Linked DNA regions of Mus musculus: regions 1, 2, 4, 5 and 6 are each linked to region 3. A link is a contact called in public Hi-C, HiChIP or PLAC-seq and promoter capture Hi-C data. All regions are on one chromosome and are shown on one strand. Each heading gives the region's core, a stretch centred on a gene start, on an enhancer-like site or on the middle of the called end of the contact. The rest is flanking DNA. Distances are from core to core; before and after follow the strand shown. Region 1 overlaps 4930529K09Rik (RIKEN cDNA 4930529K09 gene). Region 2 has its middle 65 kb from the start of Gm32729. Region 3 holds the start of Pcdh17 (protocadherin 17). Region 4 has its middle 660 kb from the start of Gm32729. Region 5 has its middle 360 kb from the start of Gm32729. Region 6 has its middle 25 kb from the start of Gm32913.

What was found. Promoter capture Hi-C pulls out the DNA fragments that hold promoters and counts their contacts. Hi-C and Micro-C count contacts between places; a contact is called where the count stands out from the background. HiChIP or PLAC-seq counts read pairs in DNA pulled down with a chosen protein or histone mark.
Region 1: a contact with region 3 is called in an H3K4me3 HiChIP or PLAC-seq map of forebrain, with 6 times the contacts expected there. The contact joins the enhancer-like site here to the promoter of Pcdh17 in region 3. A contact is called at or near these places in 4 of 39 promoter capture datasets (cranial neural crest, frontonasal cranial neural crest, hippocampal neurons and 1 more), 3 of 484 Hi-C or Micro-C datasets (cerebral cortex and cortical neurons), 3 of 115 datasets of contacts at active chromatin or transcription factors (embryonic forebrain, forebrain and stem cell-derived neural progenitor cells) and 1 of 9 other capture datasets (embryonic stem cells).
Region 2: a contact with region 3 is called in a promoter capture Hi-C map of second pharyngeal arch cranial neural crest. The contact joins the enhancer-like site here to the promoter of Pcdh17 in region 3. A contact is called at or near these places in 8 of 39 promoter capture datasets (the 3T3-L1 cell line, the C10 cell line, cranial neural crest and 5 more), 4 of 115 datasets of contacts at active chromatin or transcription factors (astrocytes, embryonic forebrain, embryonic midbrain and 1 more) and 1 of 9 other capture datasets (liver).
Region 4: a Hi-C map of the N1E-115 cell line shows a contact between it and region 3, with 16 times the contacts expected there. The contact joins the enhancer-like site here to the promoter of Pcdh17 in region 3. A contact is called at or near these places in 9 of 39 promoter capture datasets (the 3T3-L1 cell line, the C10 cell line, cranial neural crest and 5 more), 1 of 484 Hi-C or Micro-C datasets (the N1E-115 cell line), 4 of 115 datasets of contacts at active chromatin or transcription factors (astrocytes, embryonic forebrain, neural tube and 1 more) and 1 of 9 other capture datasets (adipose tissue).
Region 5: a contact with region 3 is called in an H3K4me3 HiChIP or PLAC-seq map of neural tube, with 5 times the contacts expected there. The contact joins the enhancer-like site here to the promoter of Pcdh17 in region 3. A contact is called at or near these places in 3 of 39 promoter capture datasets (the C10 cell line, hippocampal neurons and maxillary cranial neural crest) and 4 of 115 datasets of contacts at active chromatin or transcription factors (craniofacial prominence, embryonic forebrain, forebrain and 1 more).
Region 6: a contact with region 3 is called in an H3K27ac HiChIP or PLAC-seq map of embryonic stem cells, with 12 times the contacts expected there. The contact joins the enhancer-like site here to the promoter of Pcdh17 in region 3. A contact is called at or near these places in 8 of 39 promoter capture datasets (cranial neural crest, embryonic stem cells, hippocampal neurons and 4 more), 1 of 484 Hi-C or Micro-C datasets (uterus), 8 of 115 datasets of contacts at active chromatin or transcription factors (astrocytes, craniofacial prominence, embryonic forebrain and 3 more) and 2 of 9 other capture datasets (embryonic stem cells and liver).

The regions. Positions count from the first base shown.
Region 1 is chr14:86,260,408-86,263,107 of GRCm38.p6, reverse strand. It overlaps 4930529K09Rik (RIKEN cDNA 4930529K09 gene), which reads right to left. Exons shown (of 4, transcript NR_040457.1): 3 at 1,611-1,781; 4 at 1,066-1,148. Among named protein-coding and RNA genes, the nearest start is that of Gm41220, 4.0 kb to the left of the region's middle. Within about 2 kb of position 1,302, at least 22 of the 459 cell types and tissues checked have an H3K27ac peak or open chromatin away from gene starts, as enhancers often do. A contact at or near this core is called in cortical neurons and forebrain, where this site is marked.
Region 2 is chr14:86,106,573-86,109,272 of GRCm38.p6, reverse strand. No RefSeq gene overlaps it. Among named protein-coding and RNA genes, the nearest start is that of Gm32729, 65 kb to the left of the region's middle. Within about 2 kb of position 1,347, at least 1 of the 459 cell types and tissues checked has an H3K27ac peak or open chromatin away from gene starts, as enhancers often do. A contact at or near this core is called in second pharyngeal arch cranial neural crest, where this site is marked.
Region 3 is chr14:84,442,217-84,444,958 of GRCm38.p6, reverse strand. It overlaps Pcdh17 (protocadherin 17), which reads right to left and starts at 1,396. Exons shown (of 4, transcript NM_001013753.2): 1 at 1-1,396. Gm32498 (predicted gene, 32498) reads left to right here and starts at 1,555. Exons shown (of 4, transcript NR_168882.1): 1 at 1,555-2,434; 2 at 2,723-2,742.
Region 4 is chr14:85,507,294-85,509,993 of GRCm38.p6, reverse strand. No RefSeq gene overlaps it. Among named protein-coding and RNA genes, the nearest start is that of Gm32729, 660 kb to the left of the region's middle. Within about 2 kb of position 1,328, at least 22 of the 459 cell types and tissues checked have an H3K27ac peak or open chromatin away from gene starts, as enhancers often do. A contact at or near this core is called in the N1E-115 cell line, hippocampal neurons and neural tube, where this site is marked.
Region 5 is chr14:85,813,673-85,816,372 of GRCm38.p6, reverse strand. No RefSeq gene overlaps it. Among named protein-coding and RNA genes, the nearest start is that of Gm32729, 360 kb to the left of the region's middle. Within about 2 kb of position 1,257, at least 4 of the 459 cell types and tissues checked have an H3K27ac peak or open chromatin away from gene starts, as enhancers often do. A contact at or near this core is called in neural tube, where this site is marked.
Region 6 is chr14:86,395,785-86,398,484 of GRCm38.p6, reverse strand. No RefSeq gene overlaps it. Among named protein-coding and RNA genes, the nearest start is that of Gm32913, 25 kb to the left of the region's middle. Within about 2 kb of position 1,399, at least 30 of the 459 cell types and tissues checked have an H3K27ac peak or open chromatin away from gene starts, as enhancers often do. A contact at or near this core is called in embryonic stem cells, where this site is marked.

The sequences.
Region 1 (2,700 bases), core at 53-2,552, 1.8 Mb before region 3:
TTGATTTTCAATCATGCACATTCTCTGAGAGCCACTAATATTAGTAATATTTTGCGTGCAGGAGAAAATTATATCCTTTTCTGTGAGAAAATTCTCTCTATTTTTGGAGAAGAAACTAAGCCCAAAGAGCAAATATGACCCCCAAGAGCTGTTCTTTGCAGACAAATTATATTATTGCATTACTATTTATTGAAAAAATTAAAAGTACTGATTGACTGAGCTTTGCACAACTAGTGGTAAACACTTCTTTAATTATTGTGTGAGGATTCAGACATTTTCTGGCAAACTGTCTCCCTGCTTTAAACAACAGATAAGTGAACTTGGGAAAGTTGTAAGTAGTCTTTAGATTTGTACCCATACAATTTTGGAAGAAAGGAAAATAATTGTTGAGAACTGGTTATTTGATTTATTTTAAGGGAAAAGAAAGAAGAGGAGAGGAAAGCCCATGATTTGAACTCAGCATTTAGAAGGAACTAGATTATCAGTTTGTTGGTATGCAAGGGCAAACTGGATGGGATTTGCATTCTCTGAAGAGACACTACATTGTCTGCATGCACATGGCTTTCCTGGTGCAAATAGATGCAATCTGTGGGTAGTCTCAGCATTTAGAAAGAACAAAACCATCAAAACCACTTTTTGGGGGTCCCTGAAGGAAGTAGTAGCTTTATCATTACATTCAGGAAACAGATAAATTCTGAAATAACAAAAACAAATTCCACTGTATATAAATAAGCCATTTTAAAGTAATTTGGTAAAGAAAAGACTCTATTGCTTTTTAAAATTTGCAAACATTTTGTTTCATTGTAGCATGTACCCAGCTTCACTCTTTTAATGTTCTTTCTCTTTTTACATCCCCCTCTGGGTTTCAGTCCAGTAAATTCAAAAATCATTGCCTTTTGAGAATTTATTGGTAGTTAAAAGCAGATCCCAACATCTTACAAATTGCAGTCGTAGTGCGTGTAAGGTAATGGTCAATAAATAAGAGAGAAAGACAAACAGGAAGGCTAGATGGTAAGAGAAGGAGGAGGATACGCAGTACACTCTTTCTAAACAAACAAAGGGCATAATTGGAAAAATTCATTTTTATGTTTCCTTACATTAGATGAGACCGCCGAGTGAAACATTCGCTGATGAATTACTCCTGTAATCTGTGCAGGAAAAACAGCTACTGGCAAATTAAAGAGTCCTGGAACAGAGCCATGAGAACTAAATGGCTAAAAATGAAAACAGGCAAACATTTGAGAGTATTCTACAGAATACAGATCTCTCAACACCTCCCCCCTTTCACTCTCTAATTCATCGTCATGGAAACAGAATTTATCAAAATGTTCCTGCTTAGTCCTGGTGACCCAGTGAGGAGACTTAGAGAGCAGGGGAAGGTAACTCGGGCTGAAGCAATTTTAACAAATGATGCACAGCAGTTCAGAAATTGGTGAGTTTTGAATGGTGACATTGTATCAGTTGAACAGGTTCCCAAGTCCCAAAGGGTTCACTCTTTTTGTTATGTTTTTTTCAAATCTGCCAGGCAGAGAAATCAGAAACCTTTGCTAGTGAGCGATCACGCTTGGCTGACCTCCCTGGCAAGTGGCTGATTTCAGGTTTGAACTCACCTTTTCTATCTCGGCTTGTTATTTCCCCCCACCTCTTGTCTAAGAGATGTTCAAATCCAGAGTTGGGTGCCATTTCTTCATCTCATCCATCTGCCTCCGCGCTCTCTTTGCTATTCTGAAGTTGGAAGATGCAAAAATCCTTCACTCTTCATTGCAGCCAAATTCCCTTACCTGTAACAGAAACAAAGTGCTGGCAGCCAGAGCCTGACAGACCTGGGCAGCATTGAGCTAACACCTGTGTCAAACAAGAATTAACCCTTCAAGTCCTTGGCTTTTTTTCCTACCAGGAAAGTGACTTGAATTACCTAAGAAAAAGTGCTATTTCACTCTTTTAAAAAATATTAGATATTATCCATGTGGCTGCAGGAACAGTTGATTATTTATTTATTTATTTGTTATTTATTCATTTATTCAGTTTGTCAGCAATTAGTGATGTTGCCATGGAAACCACAAATTACTCTTCAGTTGATTCTTGAACTTAAATGCCTAAATGTGAGCAGGCAGAAGCCCTTTCCACATTTTAGGTCTAGTCAGTAGTTGATGTCTCTCTCTTTGGTGATTCTGATAACAGAATTACAGAAAACATGCAAAATAATAGCATGGGGCAGCATCAATTAAAACTGAATATTTAATCATTCATACTTTAATTAAGGCACTTCCTTCTTTTCCTGAAGCTGGAACCTTTCAAGTGTTAAAGAAGACATAAGAACTAAATCATTTAGTAAAAGAAATCCTCTCTAATTAGCAGTTAGCAATATACTAGTGAAGGAGAAACATGATTTGGAATTCCTTTTTTTAATGTTTTTTATACAGGAAAGAAAAATAAAAGGTCTTCCTTGGAAAAGTATACTCAAGGTAAAATAACTGGTTGGAGGTGGGGACTTTGTGTGTCTATTTGTTGTGATTCTGAGTGAGGGAGAGTTGAGGTTTAAACTGAAAACAACCGAGCCTATTTGTGGCTCCTGGCAGCCAGAAATAACTAATGTGTGTGGAGACTGCAGTCAAAATGCCCATGTTTGCCTACGTGACTCTGCTGTGCTAAGTTGGGAAATGAGAACCTCTGGCCCTCAGAGGAGCTCATTGTTAGAAA
Region 2 (2,700 bases), core at 98-2,597, 1.7 Mb before region 3:
TCTGAGGACACAGTTGGGTTTATCTGCTCAGAAGAGATTTAGTTTTGGAGAAGTGCTGTTTGTAAAGGTAAAATGGATGAACTGTATTTATGTTCATATATACATAGATATGCCCATACTCAGTGGACTCTCTCTGTAATTCTAACATCTAACACAGGTACCAAAAAAGATGGGCAAAAATCACAAAACTAACATCTACTACACCTAAGGAAATTGTACATTATATACTGAAGTGCTCGGTAGAGAAAAACATAGTCCCTTACCAAGTCATGCACTGTCCAGTTTTTTTTTTCTTTCTTGCCCCAGTTAGATATATTCTCTAAATAACAGTCATCCATCTTTCTGTGCTTGGCAATTTCCTATGTGGACATGCACAGCATACTGTGGACAAGCTGGTCATGTGGTGAGGAAAGATGTTTGGTCAGAGTTGAAAATGTATTGATCTAAATTTCATTCCAGATCAATGACTTAACTGATGGCTTTAATAAAAATCTCTTTATATGGAAGCATGTGTTTCAGCCTTTGAATTTATCTATAATAAACATAATAATGACTATTAGATGACTAGTATTACTAGGAGCTTAGGAGTAAAAGACAATAATAAACAGCACATCTCCCCTCTACAGATCTAGATTTAATTGTATGAATATAGTGTATTTATTTCTGTAGCACTTTTCATTTTGGCAGCTAATACATAAAAGTATTAATCTTAGTCACATGCAAAGAACTTGAAGCACAGTTCTTAATCTCCTGAAAAGAATCAAATGTTATACTTGGTAAGTTTTCCATAAGTTCTGCAGCAAACAAAGAAACCCCAATTACTTTCACAATTCCCTCTATTTGTATTAGATTAGGCAACCTCTAAGAGCTTTCAAGCATGATTGTCTAATATTTTATTCAGGTCTTGTTTATAAACACCCTGAAATCATTACCTGACTTTTAAGAAACAGGAGCTGTTTTTCCAATTAAAAATAAACCCACCGGCACACCCTAGCTCTTATTTCTTATGCCTAGAAATGCTCATTTGACTTTCAAATTAAGGCATAAAGGATATCAGCGAGAGAAAAGTGATGTTCCTGGTGGTGACATTTTTCAAAGTTTGTTGGGGCAATATTTAGCCATCAAATTAACCTTTTTGTTTTTCCTAGAATGGTCAGCAAAACCATCAGAGAATACATAACACATAGCGCCTAACACTTGAGTTTGTATTTTCCAAGGATCATTAATTTTCTCCGGGACAGCAAGAAACAGAACACTGAAAACGAGAATCGTATAAAACATATCATGTTACAGTGAAAGTTCACAGATGTCACCTGTGGAAAATTTTACCTTAACAGGGTTTGTTACACACTCTCCAGTCTCTCCTCGAGTGAGCCACGTGATCTTCTAATCTGTATTGTTCGTGGACAAGCTGCACCTCAGCGTGGCAATCAGACTTTTGAAATTAGACAGTGTAGGCAAACTTCAGCTTTGAAATGTTACCCTTAAAAGACAAAGCAAAAAAAAAAAAAAAAAAAAAAAATAGGAGGGTGGAGATTATGGAGATTGACTTACTCTGTGGCATGTATTTGAGACAGAAAGAATTCCCAACTTTGTCGTCATCAACAAGTTGTGGAGAGTTCATGGTTCTTATCATCAATGGTACCTGACCTTGAGCATTTGTGACCCTGCTTTGTTTAGCTGAGTGGTTTTGTGTCAGATGCAAAGAATCAAAGAAAGATCCAATGCAATGGCAGTTGCTGTATCAAAACTGGAAATTGATACGAAGTCGTTTGAAGATAATGTCTGATTTGAAGCAATTCTTTCCCTTAGGCTTGGCTCCATTTGTTGGAGAAGATGGAAAAAGTGCTTGAGTATAAGGCTGCTTTGGAGATGAGGACTGAGCTCAGCTCTAGTCGACCCAGTCCTTCAAACGACCAGTAACTGCATCATAGGATTCTTGAACTTCTGTGGCCTGCAGATACACTGCAACTTTGCAAGGTTTTTGCTTAATTTACTGGTGATTAAATGGTTCTAAATTTTCTTAAATATTTTATAATTTTAGAATAGCACAATGTGGTATTACAAGCATATAAGAAATTACAAGTTACTCCAATAGTCACTGAAAATATTGCAATGGTCTTTTCAGAAAATACCATAATAAAATTCATAATCAAGGTAATTCTGTGAATTTTGCTTCAAACTTCTGATAATTTTTGAGTCAAAATAAAACAGAAGATATGTGAAAATATGTAAGTTTATGAGTACTTTAGACCACAAGTTGCTGGGTAAGGTTAAGCCCTGAAGAGGTACTTGGGCACATATTTACAGCTAGTATTATAATAGTTTTACACATTATAAAATATACATCTTCCCTTATAGGTGTCTTCATTGATATTTTTAAGGTATTTTATATATATATATAGTGTTAACACTATATATATATATATATATAGTGTTATAAAATATCATGATTCTTAATTGTGGCTATTATTATAAGTTTCCATATTTATTCCCTTTTACTTATTACTAATACCATTTATTAAGAATTTGGTCCAAGAATTTGTTTTTCTTATAATATCACTTCTATTTTTTGGAATATAATGCTAATCTTATCTTACATTCCTTTTGCTTTAGAGGCAGAATGTCATATATTACAGATTAGCAATGACTATCTGTAAGGACAATGTTGAATTTCCCATGCGCTTGGCTTCCCTTCTA
Region 3 (2,742 bases), core at 147-2,646:
TGGTTAGACGTGCAGATTTGAGGGGGGGGGGGAGGGGGGAGGGCAGACTAGAAAGGAGGAGGGAGCTACCCTCCCAGTCCTAGCACACACACACACACACACACACACACACACACACACACACTGCCCTGTCTCTCGCTAGAAGGGAAACAGTCTCTGCATTCACAGGGCTGGGCTGTCAAGTGGCTCTCTTTTCTTTCTATTCAGCACCTCCTTCCAGTGGCCCAGCCTCCTTTTCATCTAGAAAGGAAAACCTTGGCGAGGAACAAGAGTGGTGAATATTTGAAGAGAATAACAGTGTAGGCTTTTTCCCCCCTTATTATTATTATTATTTTAAATTGGAGGAGTAGAGTCGACGGAATACATCAAGGCTTGGCGTGATGCATTCTGCAGTCTGGCTCACACACGGTCTCTGGTCGACTTGGGAAAGGCAGAGAGGGTGAGGAGCTGCAGCCACCGCGGTTCTGCCAGGGCGCCCACCCGGGGAAACTACCTCCTCCACCTCCGAGGGGAGGTTAGGCACGGGTTGATCTACACATTATTTCCGCTTCTCCCAGCGCCTCGGTATACGGGAATGACACATCCAGAAATGCAGGTGTTCTCATCTGCGGGATGAGTCAGAAGCAGCGGAACGAATCGTATTCACTCTCCCCTCACGGTCCTCCCTTCGCAGTCCTTAGTTGAGGCTTCTTCTTAAGGCTTTCTCTGACCACTCAATAGGAAAAACAAAAACAAAAACAAAAAAAAAACAAACAACAACAACAAAAAAGCCGGAATCACGTCGGGGGTGGGGGAAGAAAAACGAGAAAAAGCGTGGGGGGAGGAAGGCAAAGCTGAATCCAGGAACACTTTTACTCTACCTCTTTCGGCCGGAGTCCGAGGCTCTGCAAAACAAGGCGTCTGCTTTGCTTACGAATATTTATTTGTTTTTTAAAAAAAACCTTTCCACTTGGTTAGGCGTGAGATGCCCCCAAATCTCTCAGTCTTAGGGGTGGGGGCACGTTTCCAGTAATGATTCACAGCTTAGCCCAGGATCATAGTTCAAGATTTTCCTCCCAACGGTCTCTGTTCACAAAGTCCAGCATCGGTGTGCATAGCTAATTGTGCAGTCTGTTGTGGAGGTTTTTTTTAAATTTTAATTCCTCCTTTTTTTTTTTTCTGTCACGAGTGGTCTCTTTCAGTCTAGTGCGGTGCCTGTCAGGATCACCCCAAAGCCTGAGAAAGACGTGCAGGTTTCAAACCGAATAAATCCATCTCCGCCAGCCAAGACGCGGAGGAAATGGAAGGTGAAAAATTCAATTCAACAGTTGGAGTACCGTCTCCGAGCCGCCCTCCTCCGCTGCGGCAGCCGCCGGGCTCGCAGTCCGGATTCTCTCCCCAGCGTCTCTTGCTGACTGACTCTATTCACCTCACGCCGCCGCTTAAACATTGATACTGATTCTCTGCCAGCCAATCGGCGTGGGGAGCCAGACCCTGCCTTCTCGGCCCACGCCCAATGGGAGGCGGAGAAACGGCAGGCGGGGGCGGGGCCAGCAGCCCCAGCTCTTTAGAGTCATTGACTAGCTTGAGTCCGACCGGAGAGCATCAAGGCCCGCAGAGCCCGCGCTAAGTCTCGGCGGCGGCGCCCAGGGCTGAGCCGTGGTAGCCCTGGTGTTTAGAGGGTGTCTTCCTCTAGAAAGAGAAAAGTTTGGCAGTGATTTGATTTCAACTGGGGATAGGATGTAAAGCCAGGCGTGGGGAATCACCGTATACTTTGCAGAGAGAGGCAGCTGCGGTCTTCCTGGTGCCTTCTAGTCCACACACCAACCCACGTCGTCAGCTTACACACAGACACACACAGACACACACACACACACACACACACACACAAACACTGGGCCAAGGGAGTTGCGGATTTTCTGACTCCTTGTGCACTCATCTGGAGGTGCGGAGTGGGTGCGTGCGCGCGCATGCGTGCGCGCGCCCGAGAGAGAGCGAGAGAGAGAGAGAGAGAGAGAGAGAGAGAGAGAGAGAGAGAGAGAGAGAGAGAGAGCGTGTGTGTGTGTGTGTGTGTGTGTGTGTGTGTGGTGTATGTACGCGTTTTCTCACGGTGGGATGTTTATTTCGGTGAACGCCAGGAAAGTGCAGTGTTAGAGATCTGTCTGTGCTAGCTAGCTCGGGAGCAAACACGCCGCAAGCAACTGTAATCAATATGTAACTTTCTTCATCCTCAGAGAAATCCCCGCTGTCCCCAGGCACCCATGCAAGGAAAGTCACTTGATTATGAAAGTGTTTCAGAAGAAAAGCAGACGCCGGTGGAGAGAGAGGCAGTGTCTCGAAGGAGGGAACAAGCCTCTCTTAAGACATGTTTTGCAGCTCCATGAAACTGAAATCTGGTTGAACAGTGTTTAGACTTCTACCTTTTAACCATCTCCTATCACAGCCCACATTCAAGGTAATCCAATGTCCCTTAATGTCCCTAGCTTTGGTGTCTAATTCACTTCTGTTCATCTTACTAAAATTCCAAATAGCAATTTGATATTTTTTTCAAATCAAATAGCATTGCTAATATGTATAAAGTCTCCTATTCATAGAAGCTGAACTTAGGCAAGAACTTATACCAGATTGAATGATGTTTGTTTAAATATTCTCTCTCTGTCTCTTTGTCTCTCTCTCTTCTTCCTCCTCTTCCTCTCCCTCCTCTTCCTCCTCCCCCCCCCCATTCTAAATTTCTCATCTCCAGCTTTAGAATCTCAAAGCTTG
Region 4 (2,700 bases), core at 79-2,578, 1.1 Mb before region 3:
TGCCTGCCTCTGCCCCCGAGTGCTGGGATTAAAGGTGTGTGCCACCACGCCCAGCTTAGCATCTTAATCTTATTAATTGCTTCTAAGAATAGTATTTTTCTTAAAGCATAAAGCATAGGCACAGCACTTATAGATAGTAGAGCCTTTTCTCTTTAATTTAAAGCTCAAATATATAAATATCTCATTATGGAATACGAAGAGCAAGAAAACCCTGATTGACAGGCAAAAACATGTATTTTATTCAAAAAAAGAAATCTAAAGTCTCTCTATTTTTTTTTTTCATTCAGTTGTTATGGTTGCCTAGAAACCAGTACTAGGATCATGATGATTTAAGAGAGTGCAATTCTGTGTCTCTTTTTCTCTCTAAAGCAGAGAAAAATGACTAGACTGAATGTCACCTAAAATTATCAGCAAGTCATTACAATTTCAGGACACTTCCCACTCTGTGGTCACACAAGAAGGATTCGTACTCACTGCCTCTAACAGTAATGCCACTGACCTGTTAATTGACCAGCAGAGGTAGCTGATTTCCAGCTTTCTTTTAAACTTGGGATATACAGATCCTGTCCCATCCTTCAGGTTCCTTTTGTCTTTACAACCTGTGTTGAGTTTTACAAATGATTTTGAAAATATTTACGTACAAAAATATCAAAATAATATAAAAGCCCGATATCCTTATTGTAAAGGTCAGTGGGGTAAAAGTGTCCATAATTTATTCTTCCCTGTATGTCTGACTTCTTATCCACAAAGGAAAGACATACTGCTCAGAGAACTCCAAAGTTTAAATGCGGTGTTTGGGAAGAGCCAAACAGTACTGCTGATAATAACTCTTTGGAGGATGCACTGTCCAATTCAAGAGAAACACACGTGATTTGCCATTTAGTTCTATTGTGTTCAAGTACTTTTTCTTCCCTTTTCAGTTGATACCGGAAAAGAAATTCAACTAGTCTTTAGCTCTCTCCCCAAAGAAAGAACAATTTGTATTTGAAATGAACTGCAGGATGAGGTACTGGAATAGTCTGTCCCTGATTTGCTGGTTAGGAAGGTGTGTTTCAAATCAAATGGGACTTGATAAAGCCATTTGACAAAGAGAGATTAGCATTAAATCCGAATGTAAACATCTCAGCACTCAGAGTAGGGCTGAGTGGAGGGGCAGAAGGAAGCTGATTAGTAATTCAGATTCTAGCTTGATTGAAAGGAGACAGATAGCTGGGATCCTGGTAATTTTCACCTTTTGTTGACCATCTGCACCGAGTTCCCCAGCAGAGTCCAAGCTCATTTGAGGACAGATGAGCAGAAGGGCAGAGCTTCTCATGTGAGTGAGGAAGCAAAAGCCACGCTAAACAGCATCAATTAAAATGCATTAGTCCTGTAGGAGCAGCCCATTAGAGTGTTGAGTGTGCACAGATGCCTCTATGACACCAGTAATTAGGCATCACAAGGAGGAGGACTTCACACACTATTTAGCAGAAACATCAAACTGTTTTGCATAAACTTTTGCCATAACTTTAATTGCAGTGGGCCTTCACCAATATTGGCCAAAAGGAAGAAAAATAGTCATTTTTAAAACAGCAGACGGTTGCTTTCTAATTAGGTTTAAGACACATAACAAACTAGATGATGCTACAAAGAGGAGAGTTAGGAAGTGGGGAGAGGTCCTATGCTATTACAAGTGAGTTATGATGAATGTCTATACTTAGTCAAGAAAAATTAAAGCTCAATTTATTCTTATACATTTTCATGTTCCCTGTCACTACTGACTGATGGGTTGTCTTTTGAGTGCATCTAAAATGTTTTAAAATAAATAAATCAGGACTAGAATCTGCATCTCAATTGCTGCCCTGCATTTTCCCTCACAGTGGAGTTTATGCTAAGAAAGGGTCTCTCCATTTTGCACTTCTAGTCTTTCTCCCTCAACTTATCTTTCTCCCTCTGAAATTGTATTTCTCCTACAATATTCAGAGGAGAAGCAGGAAAACATTTCTGCCTGGTGAAAAAAAAAATCCATGTAATGCAGCCTGTGCTGCCCAGATGGAATATTCTCTATGAGTCCCTTGAGTACTTCTGTCACTTAAACTGAAAAGCAACCTCTCTCTCTCTCTCTCTCTCTCTCTCTCTCTCTCTCTCTCTCTCTCTCTCTCTCTCTCTCACACACACACACACACACACACACACACACACACACACACACACACACATACACCCTTCTGTCTGGGTACCTCAGGGAAAAGATAATGAGAAAAATGACACCCCGCCCCTCCCCTGAAATCCTACATAAATTCCAAACTGCAGGGTATCACTATAGTGCCAACCTCTCAAGGGAATGGGCACATAGTATGTAGATTAATGAGAGATACAGATTAAATAAGTCATTTGGGCATCCCCTGACGCTTCCTTCCTGCTTCCCACATATCTTATCTGTAAGAGCTCTGTGCATTACCCTCATTAGAACAATCTGTGCAAGCCCTTATGTCTCCCAGGAAGAACATCACAGTAAGGAAATGGGGAATCAATGGTGGAAGCTTCCAGAGGACAATCAAGCAGCCCCCAGGACAGGGAGGAGGCAGGAAAAAACAAAAACAAAACCACCCAACAGCTTGTAAAGCTTGACAAGCTCGAGTCAGATGCTGCTTCAGGACTCCTGTTGCTTGGCGTCTGCATCCTGAAATAGGAACATTGTTCTTAGGGGATGGCCACAGC
Region 5 (2,700 bases), core at 8-2,507, 1.4 Mb before region 3:
TTAGCAAAGTAGCAAACCAGAAAATAATTTTCTGATGGAAAAATATGATGTATCATTATTTCAAATTGCAATCCCTTCTTCAGAAATTTTTACCTGTGATGAATTTCAAGACTCTCTCTAGATGAAAATATATTAATAAAGTGGTATTAAAAGAACTGCAAGATAACTGAATATAAACACTATTTGTACTTGTGTTTGAAGTTCATAGCTGAATGATAGAAGTGTTTTGTTCTTTTATGTGGAAAATTTAAAGGGCACATTTATTTACATATTTCAAGTAAACAGTGCTATAATATTTTGGAGAAATTTTAAAAATGCATGTGATAATTTATTTACCCATTAGCTTTCCCCGAGTCATAGTGATTCTCAGTTACTATATTCTGTGTACTTATAAGCACCTCATTGCAATCTCTATAGTAGTACCTACAATGTTTGCAGTGTTAGAAAATAAAGAATAGGGATCAAGTGGAAATCCTTAATCAATAAAACAATGTAAAACAAGAGATTTCTGTCATTTATCACAGTACCTATAATCTAATGTTTGGTGAATAATTACTAACACCATGTACTAAATTCATGTTCCAAGTATTCATTTTGTCTTTCCAGTGTAGTCTTACAATTCTGTATTTCAAGTTTAGTATCATAAAGACAGTTCACCTGAGATTTCTGGATGGTTTTAGATCTTTTCTTCCTTGTAGGCAACATTCAATCTCTGTATATTACCATCTTTACATATTATGACTTCTGAATCATTTATTTGATGAATGCAACCCATAACTGGGGATGCAGTTCCGGGGGAGAGCATGTTGACCTATCATACTAGCACAGAAGCACAAACAAACAAAATGGAACCGACACAGAGGGAAAAGAAGGTGTTTCTAGAAAAACCTACTTGATGTATATTCTCAAATAGCAAATAAAGCACTATCAAAACAGAAGCTTCAAAAAAAGAGGGATTATGTACAGTAGGGAGGTTGTTAAATATTGAATTGCTGATACATTAAAAGAAAAAATGCATAGTGTTCTTGTAAGACAAAACAGAAAAGATCAATCCTTTAAAAAAAATGGTACAAGCTGGAGCTGATCCTCTGTTTGCTTCTGCTTAATTGACTTAAAACCAGTACAAATCAGAATAATTAGAAAAGGCTAAGAAGATAAAACCCCCTTAGTTGCCTTGCAGCACATACAATGGTGTCAGAAAACCATGTAAATAGCTGAGAAAGCCCATCTACTGTGCTGGAAGGCCACACAACGGGAGCTGCTGGGAGTAGTAAATCACAAAGCAGAACAAAGACAACAGGAAATCCCAGAGATGCAGATGATTTGGTGCCAACAGAGTTGGGAGGGAAAAAGAGAAGCGGGAGAGGAGGAGGAGAGGAGCAGAGGTACACAGGAAGAGGGAAAGTGGAAGAATGAGAGGCAAGGGTATTTATAAACATTACAATTAAACCTAAAACATAAAAGACAAATTGGTATACAAATGAATTCACTTGATGAAAGAAGAGGCTATGACATCGCAAAGACTTCAAGTGAAATTTTCTTTTTTTTTCTAAGTCTTTACATATATAGGATAAAATTAGAATTTTGCTAAAGCATATTTCACCCATGGCTTCTGAGGCAATTTTTATACAAGTGTTTTAGTAGAGACTAGTAATATAAAGATCTGAGAAGAAAAACGCATGATCATAAATATCTAATTGCTAGAAATTTCCTTCAAGGCGACACCTGCTCCAGTTCTCCTCTCCTTTTAGCCCTGTACTTCTCCTTTCCTTTCCTCTCCCTATTCTCAAATATATATATATGTGTGTGTGTGTGTGTCTGTATTGTGTGTATATATATTGTATATATATATATGTATGTGTGTATATATATATGTGTGTGTGTGTATTGTGTGTGTATATATTGTGTGTATATATTTATGTGTGTGTATATATATATATACATATATACATATATATATAACTAAATATATATATATATATATATATATATATATATATATATATATATATATATATATATATATATATAACTAAAGTTACTAATATATTTACAACCTTAGTCTTTTGCAGTTCTGGGAATGAAATCCGGGGTCTCATTCACGTCAGACAAGCACTTTAACACTGATGTACAGCCTCAATGTATTCTTCATTAAAAAAGTTATATGATCAATAAAACAAGTGACATATACCAATGAGAATGTGGGGGAAAGGGAACACTTATTTATTACTGGTTGGATGGCAAATGTACAGTAATTATAGAGATCAGAATGACTGCCCCTCAGGAAGCTGGGACTAAATCTCCCTTAAGACTTAGCTATTTCACTCTTTATGCACATAGTCAAAAGACTCTATATCCTACTGCAGAGGCACTTGCTCCCCCTTGGTCATCACTGCCCTATGTGTAATAGCCAGTAACTGAAACCAGCTCAGATGTCCAATAATAGGTGGGTACTCGGACTCGGGACTGTTTTCACAAAGAAATGCTACTTGGTTGTTTAAAAAATGAATTTCTCAGGTGAATGGATGAAGCTATAAAACAATCCACCTGAGAAAGAGGAATGGAAAGAGGATAGAAAGATAGGAGGGAAATGGAATGGAAGAAGCAAATGGGAAAGTGAGGGGTGGTATAAATGAGGGCCATTTGAGACAATAAATGGAAATTTCCCAACAACCCAGGCAAACTAAGACAAAGGGTTGT
Region 6 (2,700 bases), core at 150-2,649, 2.0 Mb before region 3:
AAAAGCGAAAAGCCCCTTCTATCTTACATCTTTAGGAGCCAGAGCTCCGGCGCCGCCAAAGCGCAGAGCGCGCTCTATTGTTTACATCTTTAGGCAGCGAGCGAGCGCAGGGCGCGCAGAGCCAGAGAGATGCCAGCGAGAGAGAATGGCGGCAACCCCGTCCCCTTTTTAGGAGAGTTATATTTCGCCTAGGACGCATCACTCCCTGATTGGCTGCAGCCCATGGCCGAGCTGACGTTCACGGGAAAAGCAGAGTACAAGTAGTCGTAAAATACCCTTGGCACATGCGCAGATTATTTGTTTACCACTTAGAACACAGGATGTCAGCACCATCTTGTGACGGCGAATGTGGGGGCGGCTCCCAACAATGTGCCTGCTCAATTGTTGTTCATCCATATTCCTGTTTGCCTATGTAAACCGCTTTCAATCTGTCTGTCTGTCTGTCTCTTTATCTAACAGCAGCCCCATCCCTACTCTTTTATTATTGCGGCTGGACTCGGCTTTGAAGGTTTGCTCAAAAACAAAAGACAAAAACCAAACAGACAAACAAACAAAACCTTGCTGACCCAGAGACTCAGGATAACAGAACCTGCTTAGGTCTGTTATCTGACCAATACAGACTTCTGCATAGTGTCAGATTTCCAGCTTTGCTTCTCGGGGCTTTGTGAAAATTCTTGCTTTCCCCTTTAATCCTTTACAACCATTCTGTAACTTACATACACACACATACTACATGCATGCATACATACATACATACATACATACATACATACATACATACAAAGACAGATTTACTATGTGATGCACAATAGTGACTTGAAAATTAACACTAGCAATTAAAATTGGGATAAAAGAATCTATGTTACCAAGGAAAACAGGGATATCTAGTAAATGACTGCAGCTGAAACTGCTGTAGCTTGAGTATTTGCTGTTATTTAATACATTGTGTGCTTCAGAGAAACACATAAATGTATTCTATATTTCTGACATTACACTTTCAGGATACTGTGATGGATGGAAAGGCCCTTTCAGGACATCCCCAGACTCTATTTGTTCTGATTCTGTGCTTAGTGGGCTAACCTTGCCTCCTGAGGAGAATTCCATAGCAGGAAGCATATGTAGCCAAATGACCAGCTCTGTAAGACTTGTGTTGGTTATTCTGCCATTATGAGTCACTCCAGAGCTATTGCACATTGACTGGCTGCTCAGAAGATGAAAAGGGGGGGGGTGTGAAAAACAGGGGTTCTCTATTTTGCTGGAGGGTAAGCCTTGCCTAGCTACTTTAGCCATAAAAGCTTTCATCCTGGGAGCTGAGAGACCTTGATAGCCCCTTGTACCTGTGGGTCTTGGAGGGCAGAGCCAATGCCAGAATTCTCTAATGGCTGGAGTATTGAGACAAGAGAAAGCCCTCAAGATTAACATATGAAAGAAGCCAGTTCAAAGAAAATGACTGAGCACAGAGTGGTGGCGCAGGGCACGCCTTTAATCCCAGGCAGAGGCAGGCGGATTTCTGAGTTTGAGGCCAGCCTGGTCTACAAAGTGAGTTCCAGGGCAGCCAGGGCTCTATACAGAGAAACCCTGTCTGGAAAAAAAACAAAAACAAAAACAAACAAACAAACAAACAAGACCAAAAACAAAAACAAAAAAGACTGGAAACCACTTCCTACCTGGACCGCTTGTAAGAAATAGAATGTGCGTGGGGAAAGCCCCCGTGACAGGCTCGAGAGAAGGCTGGCTATGCTATGAAAATGGCAAGACACGAGACTTGAAGCCTAACACTCTTGAATGTTGCCTTTCCCAGCTCACTAGCCCCACTCACATTCTCGAGATTTTCGTTTTCTTTCCTGATACACACGCTGTAATGCTTTTACTGTGTTCTTAGCCCAGTTGGTTCTGAGACACGAAAGCCTTGGGTCTCCCAGACTAAGATCTGCAGCCCTGAGAAACAGTTATGGTTCGTTCTTCCATACTGCCCGGCAGAAGACGTCTTTGAATGAACATCAGAAAGAAACGATAAAGGTGATAAGAGGAGGGGAGGTCTTCAGAGAAAGACAAATTATTGTGCTTAAGGCAGACAGCCAATCTAGCGAACCTCATTCCACCCCAACTCCCTAACCTTCTCCTCCCTCAGATGAGAAACTGTCAAATCCTATAAACTCCAGCGAGCAGCGAAGGTGCAGCATTGTTTGCCAGGCTGGGCTGTCGGAAAACCTGCTCTCTCTATGCTAATAGTCCTCTTGTCATGCATGCGGATGCTTTGTTTCTGTGCCCCCAAAGTCTTTGCTATGCAAATCAAACCACAGGGGCACTTTAACATGTAAATCACATAATCTCCCTCATGTGGGGTGAATTGACGGATTTTAAACTCCTTGACTGTTGGGAGGTAATGAACGTACTTATTTAACTGGTATTATTGCGCTGGGCACAGCTCCTACTCCAGGCTTTACTCTGTGGTGCGGCCCTGCCAGGGGAGAGCTGGTACAATTATTAATGTCGCTGTCAAAAGAACAAGAAGAGCCCAGACCTGAAAAATCCTGACCCCTTAGGGGAGGAATATGGGACTCGCCTCAGAAACTGCCAACTTCTGGATCCTCCTTGAGGGATGCTGGGGCCTTCTACTTTGATTAGACGATGAACATTGAAATTTCTTGGGAAAGATTGTTTTCGGCTCGTTTTACAGGTAAAAGGAGCCAAGGAGCA